Linked DNA regions of Mus musculus: region 1 is linked to region 2. Evidence: chromatin contacts called from public promoter capture Hi-C data. All regions are on one chromosome and are shown on one strand. Each heading gives the region's core, a stretch centred on a gene start, on an enhancer-like site or on the middle of the called end of the contact. The rest is flanking DNA. Distances are from core to core; before and after follow the strand shown.

What was found. Promoter capture Hi-C pulls out the DNA fragments that hold promoters and counts their contacts.
Region 1: a contact with region 2 is called in a promoter capture Hi-C map of liver. The contact joins the promoter of Sult1c2 here to the enhancer-like site in region 2. A contact is called at or near these places in 1 of 39 promoter capture datasets (liver), 1 of 15 datasets of contacts at CTCF or cohesin (pro-B cells), 6 of 484 Hi-C or Micro-C datasets (the G1E-ER4 cell line, embryonic stem cells, liver and 1 more), 1 of 115 datasets of contacts at active chromatin or transcription factors (embryonic stem cells) and 2 of 9 other capture datasets (liver and pancreatic islet).

Annotation. Positions count from the first base shown.
Region 1 is chr17:53,843,313-53,847,851 of GRCm38.p6, reverse strand. It overlaps Sult1c2 (sulfotransferase family, cytosolic, 1C, member 2), which reads left to right and starts at 1,894. Exons shown (of 8, transcript NM_026935.4): 1 at 1,894-2,075.
Region 2 is chr17:53,642,398-53,646,277 of GRCm38.p6, reverse strand. Kat2b (K(lysine) acetyltransferase 2B) reads right to left here. Exons shown (of 18, transcript NM_020005.4): 8 at 1,542-1,664. Among named protein-coding and RNA genes, the nearest start is that of Sgo1, 45 kb to the left of the region's middle. Within about 2 kb of position 2,622, at least 16 of the 459 cell types and tissues checked have an H3K27ac peak or open chromatin away from gene starts, as enhancers often do. A contact at or near this core is called in liver and pancreatic islet, where this site is marked.

The sequences.
Region 1 (4,539 bases), core at 645-3,144, 200 kb before region 2:
GTTCCTTTTTGTTCTAATATATGGTCAATATTGGAGAGAGTCTTTGTTCTCCTGAGGAGAAAGTATAATTTTAATGTTCAGGTAAACGTGCTGTAAGATACTTTTGTCATTTTGTGTTATGATTTCATCCAATTCAAATGTTTCTCTGTGTAGTTTTTGTCTGGGCAACCTCTAAATTTTTTGAGAATTGGGTACTAAAGTCATCCAACGTCATCGTGGTGGTTAATCTGTGGATTTAGACCTAATAAACAGTATTTGTTTAATAAAATTGTGTTTGATGCCTTTATGGTTATATATATTTACAGATTTTCTTTTCTAAAGACCCCCTTACTTGACCCATAGGCCGTCAGAAATGGCTGAATATTTGAGGACCTTCACCCTCTTTCTTCCCTGGTTTCTAGCTGTCTGTTCTAACTGTGGCAACCTGTTCACCATTTCTGTTTTCTCATTTACTGGTATCTGATTGGTGGCTCACAGTTTGTTGTGTGGTAGAGGAAGCAAACAGAACTGTTGGAAGATTGAGTGGCACTTTAGTTCATCACTGTGACCATGAAGGAATCAGTTGCAATCAATGCTCACTAAATATGTATGCCAGGGTGGTAGAAACTGTGGGTTTATCTCCTTTACACTCGCCCTCAACAAATACTTGTTCAGTTCATAAATGTTACTGTTATACGGGGTAAAGAGTCTAGAGTGACACTTTGAGTATGAAAATAGTTGCATGCCATGTAGGATATCTCCACACAGATACTAGGATACAGGTTTAGAAGTTTCCAGAAGAGATTAACATAAGCTCAGTTTGATCTGAGGTAGCCAAGAACACCAAGGAATATAGTTTGTACCATGAGATGAGGTGAGCATTAGTAAACACATTTTTAAGCTCTAGGTCTAAACTTCTGTTCTGTTCCTTCTGCATGTGTGTGTGTCAATGAATATACCCTGGGAAGAAAGGGGAAAAGTCAACATTTGTAGCTACTTAGTCGGTGCTAGGTGGTTTGTTTGTTTGTTTGTTTGTTTCTTGTTTTTTCTGTTTTATCTAAGCGTACTGATTGGAGGCAGTTAGCATGCCTCACATTTTATAGATGTAGAAAGGAAATCTCTAAGAAGGTCTCACTGGATGCCTGAGACCCTGCAATCAGCTTTCTTGTTTCCCCATTACGGAATCCAATTCTATTTACTTGCCAACAGAAGAGGTCCCAAGTAACTAAGACAAACTCTTATGGTAGAAGAAAAAAAAATTTTTAGCAAGCTAGTAAGACTAAGAAAAGGGACTCATGTTCTGAAATATCTTTTAAATTTACTCATGTTTTAAGCTTCTTTCCACCATAGGCAAGGCGATGTTAAGAATTAGTTTACTTAGTGAAACCTGCTGGTTAATAATTTTTTAGTTTGGCACAGCTTGGCATCACGAGTCCTGAAAGGTGAATAGGGGCCATGTAGATCAGCCTCATGCAGCTGCTTTGAGTAACTTAATAGGGAATGCACTCATCCAGGCACAGGCTGTTTTGAGCAAAAGACTGAACGTGACAGCTTTTGGGGATTTTTCTTTTTGAATCATAAGCGTGGCTACACTCTAGGTTTTTTTTTTTTCTTTTTTTTTTTTTCCTATTTTAAACTCTATCAGACTAGAGAGAAAGAATACCAATCAGCAAGAACACGGGAACTCTACTCCAAAGCTAGAAGCTTGCACATAGTGGGGAGTCAGGTGGTCTTAGAATGGGAGGAGCAGTATGCTTTCCTCTTTGAATTTGTCTAAACAGCCTTGAGTCTGCAAGCACTGGAAATAGTGGAGGCTCAGAGACGAGCGATCACTACACTGTGAAAGTTACTTCCTCATTGGGCTGATGCCAAGGTTTGTTTCTTGTAGCCTCGACTCTGTTGATTAAGGCTCTAGCTGATCCCACTGACTGCAGAGCCTTCGAGATCGATTGCTAAAGGTTGGGTACTTTTGGCACAGTAGAATTTGAGCCTCTGTGCTTGCCAGAAATACGTCCCTCCTTCCTCTATATGTACTTTTGTACTCACTGAACACTGGGCAGTCCAGCTTTCCAATTACAGACAACTAGAGCTTGAAGGTAAGAGCACAGCTTATCTGAAATATTTGGCCTAACTTTTTGGTGTATGTTCTTTTATTTTTATTTTATTGGATATTTTATTTCTTTACATTTCAAATGTTATCCTCTTTCCCAGTTTTCCCTCCGGAACCCCTGTATCTCATCCTCCCTGACCCTGCTTCTATGAATGTGCCCACTCACCTATTTACCCACTCCTGCCTCCCTGCCCTGGCATTCCCCTACACTGAGACATTGAGCCTTCCCAGGACCAAGGTCCTCTTCTCTCATTGTTGTCCAACAAGGCCATCCTCTGCTACCTATGTGACTGGAGCCATGGGCCTGCTCCATACGTACTCTTTGTTTGGTGGTTTAGTCCTTGGGAGCTCTAAGGGAGGGGGGGGGGGTCATGTTGGTTCATACTGTTGTTCTTCCTATGGGTTGAAAACCCCTTCAGCTCCTCAGTCCTTTCTCTAACTTCTCCATTGGGGACCCCATGCTCAGTCCAATGGTTGGCTGCAAGGATCTGATTCTATACTTGCCAGACTTTGATAGAGCCTCTCAGGAGACAGCTATATTAGGCTCCTGTCAGCAAACACTTGTTGGCACCCACAATAATGTTGGGTTTGGTGTCTGTATATGGTATGAATCCCCAGGTGGGGCAGTCTCTGGATGGCCTTTCCTTCAGTCTCTGCTCCACACTTTGTCTCTGCGAGAGACTTAGTATTCAGTCATACAAGTGCTAATGTGTAAGTAGAGTAACACAAGTCAGAAAGATCCTAAGTCCCAAGAAACCTAAGAAAAATAATAAAAAGCATGTGACGCTAACACCGGCTGTATTCAACTTAGAAATTCATGCAGACACCTCTCCAAGATAGCATCTCTTTATGTACCCTGAACTTCCTCCCCACAAAGCCTCCACTCTTGTGAGCCAACTAGATTTCTCTGACTATGACTATTTCTTTACCACCCCTGACTCTCCTTTTGTCAAAGTTCCTGACTACCATCCAAGCTAGGCCTATAAAAGGGATTGGACCAGGTCTCCTGCTTAGGGACGTTACTTATATAAGCAAGTAGCTATCGAACCATGGCATAAGATCTGTAAAGTTCACATGCAAAGTTAGATCCCCTTGAAGCTGAAGGTGGGGGATTGCTATAATTTCAAAGCCTATCTGGAGGACAGTGTGAGGACCTGTCTCAGAAAACAAAATGAAAGGTTAACTCTTTCAGCTGCTTGTTGGGTCCCTCTGAGGGCAGTCATGATAGATCTCTTTTTGTGAGCATAGCATCAGTAACAGTGTCAGGCCCTGGGACCTCCCCTTGAGCTGGATCCTACTTTGGGCCTGTTGCTGAAACTTCTCCTCAGACTCCTCTCCATTTCCAACCCTGTAATTCTTTCGGACAGAAACAATTATGGGTCAGAGTTGTGACTGTGGGATGGCAACCCCACAAATGTGTACTGGAGGTTGGCTCCACAACTTCCCTCTCCCCACTTCTGATCACCTCATCAAAGGTCCCTCCCTATGAGTCCTGGGAGTCTCTTATTGTCCCAGGTCTCTGGTGCATTCTTAGGGGTCCTCCCAACCTCCTACTTCCTGAGGTTGACTGTTTCCATTCTTTCTGCTGTCCCTCAGGGCTTCTGTCCTTTTCTCTCACCCAATATTAGATCAGGTTCCCCTCTACTCCCCCACTGCCCTGCCATCCCCGTCTACATTACCTCCCAAGTCCCTACCTCCTCCCTCCCAACTTGTGATTGCTTTCTTCTCTCTCCCAAGTGGGACTGAGGCACTCTCACTTGGGCACTTCAGCTTGTTGAGCCTTCTGAATTCTTTGGACTGTATCTTGTGTATTCTGTATGGGGCTTCTTTCTTTCTTTCTTTCTTTCTTTCTTTCTTTCTTTCTTTCTTTCTTCCCTCTCCTCTCTCTGTCTCTCTCTCTCTGTCTCTGTCTCTGTCTCTCTCTCTCTCTCTCTCTCTCTCTCTCTTTTTTTTTTCTTTTGGCTAATATCCACTTATTAGTGAGTGCATACCATGCCTGTCCTTTTGGGTCTGAGTTACCTCACTCAGGATGATATTTTATAGTTCCATGCATTTACCTGCAAGCGTCAGGATGTTCTCACTCTTAATAGCTGAGTAGTATTCCATTGTGTAAATGAACCACATTTTCTGTATCCATTCTTCTGTTGTGGGACATCTAGGTTGTTTCCAGCTTCTGGCTATCACAACCCCTGTTGTTGAGTTGGGGAGGCTGAAAGAAGCCGAGGAGAAGGGCAATTCTATAGGAGGACCAGTGGCCTTGGTTAATATGGACCCCCAAGATCTTTCAAACACTGCACCATCAAACAGACAGCATACACCAGCTGACATGAGATCCCTAACACACATACGGTAGAGGACTTCCAGGTCTGCATTCATTCAGAGATGAAGCACCTAACCCTCAAGAGACTGGAGGTCCCAGGGAGTTTAGAGGTGGGGTGGGGGTGGGGGTA
Region 2 (3,880 bases), core at 1,373-3,872:
GGATTATAGTTAGCATTACCACACCCACCTTGTTATGACCTTTTCTCCTTTCCATACTCACATTTGATTTTTCTGGCTTTCTTTTCCTTTTACTATTATTACCTGCATCTATTTTTTTAATCTGGTGCAAGCATTGTGTGTTCACTCATGTGTGCACACATCTGTGTGTTTGTGTGTGTATATGTGTGTGCACACATGTATTGTTGAGGCTAGAACCCAGAGCTTTATACGTTCCAGGCAAGCACTCCACCATTGAGCTACATCCCCAATCCAATAACTGAATAAAAATACGAATAGTAATTTGAAAGCAGGCATGGTACCGCATGCCTTTAATCCTAACACTGACAAAGTAGGTAGATCTCTGTGAGTTTGAGGGCAGCCTGGTCTGTATAGCAATTTCTAGGACAGCAGCACTACACAGAAATACCTGAGGGGTTGTTCACTTAAAAAAAGAAGAAAATAGTAACTTTTCAATGTCCAAATGCAATTTGTTCCTCAAATATGAAGCTCATTAACACACTTTCACACTGTACTCACTAACTTTAAAAAAAAAAAAACAGAATACTACAAAGTACATCATCTATAAGAAAGGCTTCATAGATGGCTTTCCTTCCAATTGTACCAATTCTATGAAGGTTGGTTTTGAAGATAAGCATAGATTATCTTAAGATTTTTTTTGGCCAAGAAGTCATCATGTTCCATGATTTGCATGTAACTTTGAAATCTTTCCCACAGGACTTGCCAGCAGCATCCCTTCATTTCTCCCCTGCTGCGATGCGACTCCAAGTGGAACCATGTGATTTGGGGTACCAGAAAAAGGCAGTCTTCACCTCAAGACACTGATTATTTCTTTTGTTTTGAGAAAGAAAATGGATTTACTTAGTGCACTGCAAGGGTTTCTGGCTAGAAACAGTTTCCTATAGACAACACTGCATATCTCAGAATGACCTATGGTGATGCTACTGTCTCAAGAACATGTGTACAGGACAACATCCCCAGAGAAGGAGATACACATGAAAGAAAGCTGCTTCCCCTTTAAATGCTTTAGCCAAGCCACAGAGTTTTGAGTAAGCCCAGGCAAAAGTGAATGAGACTAGCAGAAATTTGACCACCACCAAAGGATATATCTCATGGGTGCTGTAAGTTTTTATAGTTATGGGCTGGGGAGATGGCTCAGTGGTTAAGAGCACCAATTGCTTTTCTGGAGGTTCTGAGTTCAAGTCCCAGCAACCACATGATGGCTCAAAACCACTTATAATGAGATCCGATGCCCTCTTCTGGTGTGCCTGAAGAGAGCAACGGTGTACTCACATAGAATAAATAAGTCTTAAAAAAAAAGTTTTTTATAGTTATAGTTCCGTGCTGCTGGCTTGTTTGTTACACAGCAGTACACTCCCAAAGTCTAATGCAAAGAGACATCCGAACATTAATGTTGTGGGGAAACACAACTGGTAGTGGGTTTAAATCTAGCTGAGGGGCTCTGCCACTGACTGAGCTCCCAGTGTGCGCTGCAGTGCTCTCTTACTCCCTTGGTAGCTTACCCGGGTTTGCTTCAAGCCCAGAAGAGCCTCTGCATCCAGGACTTGTTCTCCCTCCATTGATCTGCTCATGGGAAGTGGAATTTGAACTGAACAATGCTGTCCCAGTAACAGGAGGACTGATTACTGCCCCAAGAGAAAAAAAAAAGGAGAGAATGTTAGGTGGCTCTTTTCTTTGACAACAAGACTCAAGGACATGTGAGACCATAAAGCCATCCTATGACTGCCTAACACCATAAACACCATGCTAAAAAAAAAACTGCAGAGCACCAAGATGCTAGACAGTCATGGAGTATAACTCACTGAACAGAGGAATGGTGTAGCCAAGTTCAAACTGATAAAATAGTGAACAAACAAGACAGTGAAGATTTTTTTCATGAAGACATATGCCACGAAGTCAATAAGGAAAGATGTTTGCGCTTTTAAAAAAAAGCCATCATGGTAGCCATCCTGATGAAACCAGGTAAAGGAAGACTGGACGTGGAGGCTGAACTTCATGAGCAGAATTGCCAAGGGTGGGGTTTGGACAAAGCCTAAAAGTTCTTCCCAGGATGAATTTTCCCTGAAGCGAAGAAAGTCAAAGGACTCCACATTAACAAGTAAGCAGGCCTCCTACCAATATTAGTAGACTAGCCTTATCCACAGCCTCTAGGGGTGCTTAATAGTCTAGAGATTATTAAAATGCTGTCTTACCAAGAAAAGAGGCCAAAAAAAAAAATGATAGGCAGTCTATCCATTAGATAATATTGCACCCAGATACACTTACTGACTTTAACAAGAACACCATTCTCATGTAAGAGAATGTCCTTTGCTCTGAGAGGAGTTGATAAGTGGGAATATTTATAATTGTGAACTGATTTCTGAGAAAATACATAATAGGCTAGGTGTGGTACTTTGAGTGACAAATGTTCTTTCTCTGTGGGCTCTTTTATATTTGGTCCAAGGCTGGAGGTGTTGTCTGCAAAGGTTATTTAACACTGACCTGCAGCTTTGCGGAAGAAGGTACGTCACTAAAGGCAGGCTTGAAGGTTTACAGCCTCACCCTACTCCCTTCCTGCCTTCTCTGCTTCCCATGAGAAGGAAACGTGATTAGCAACCTTCCTGCTCCTGCCACCAGCTCCCATACTTTTCCTGCAACCATGGACTATTGCCCTCAGAAGAGCAAGCCAAAATAAACCTTTCCTCTGAGTTGTTCTTGGACATGGTGTTTCATCACAGCAACAAAAATGATGTTGAAATAGCAGTATGAGGAGGAGTGTGTGTGTGTTTGTGTGTGTATGAGTGTGTGTGTCCGCTGCCTCAACACACACACACAGTGAATGGGAAGGGGTGGATAGGAAGGGAGCAATTCTTATTTAATATCAAGTGTGTCATTTCCTAAGACTCCAATGCTCTGTTAAGCTTATAACTGCTTTGTTTGTCTGAGTTTTTATTTCCAAATAAATTGCATTGGTGTTTTTCACTGTAGGATGTTGCTTTTGTTGGGTGTGGCACTGATTTGTAGCTGAAGAGGTGAGAGATGGTAAGTAGTGAGCACTCTCAGGAACACTTCCACATGGGTAGCCAACGAGGTCATTCACTGACATTTCTCACTGAATAGTGGTTCACTCTGCAGATGTTCCCAGCAGCCAAGTCACGGGATTCAATATGCAACCCAGGTGACAATAAGCCAGCAACCCCTGATGCTTCTAACTGTAGGCAACTGAATCACAAGAAAAATGGGTACAGTGGCACCTGCAGCTCCAGGTACTTGACAGGAAATTGCTTCAGCCCAAGACTTGAAGGCTAGTCTGAGCGACATCGAGTAATTTTGCCCTCTGCACCTCTAAAAGAAGGCTCAGAATGTGCTAAAAAGCAAAGCTGGCACACAGGCTCCGAGCATACAGGGTTCTGAATCTCGAAGTATGTGAACAGAAGCAGCTCTGGAGATCCAGAAGACACGGGAATAGCTGACAGAACTTCAAAGTCATTATTATGACAGCCATTTATCACTGTGGCACGGGTGTGCAGACAGGGCAATTTAGGTGATTACATTCTACTTTCCCAGCAAAGAACACATTGTAATTACAGTAGAACAGGAGATGACAGCTCACTCCTGACTGGCATCGAGTAATACCAGAATGAATGGCCTGACTTAAGGGTACAAGCTTAGCCACAGAGACAACCTCTGCCATAGCCAGCCTGTGCCATGGCAGTGACCTAACCCGAAGGTAGGCAAAAAAGGAGGAGTCTGATCAGGCAAAGGTCACAATGAGTTTTTACACGCAGGAAGAGATTTTCCAGAGACCTTTCATCAAAGAACTAAGCAACAATGTCACCTCAAACAGCGCATGTATGTCAAA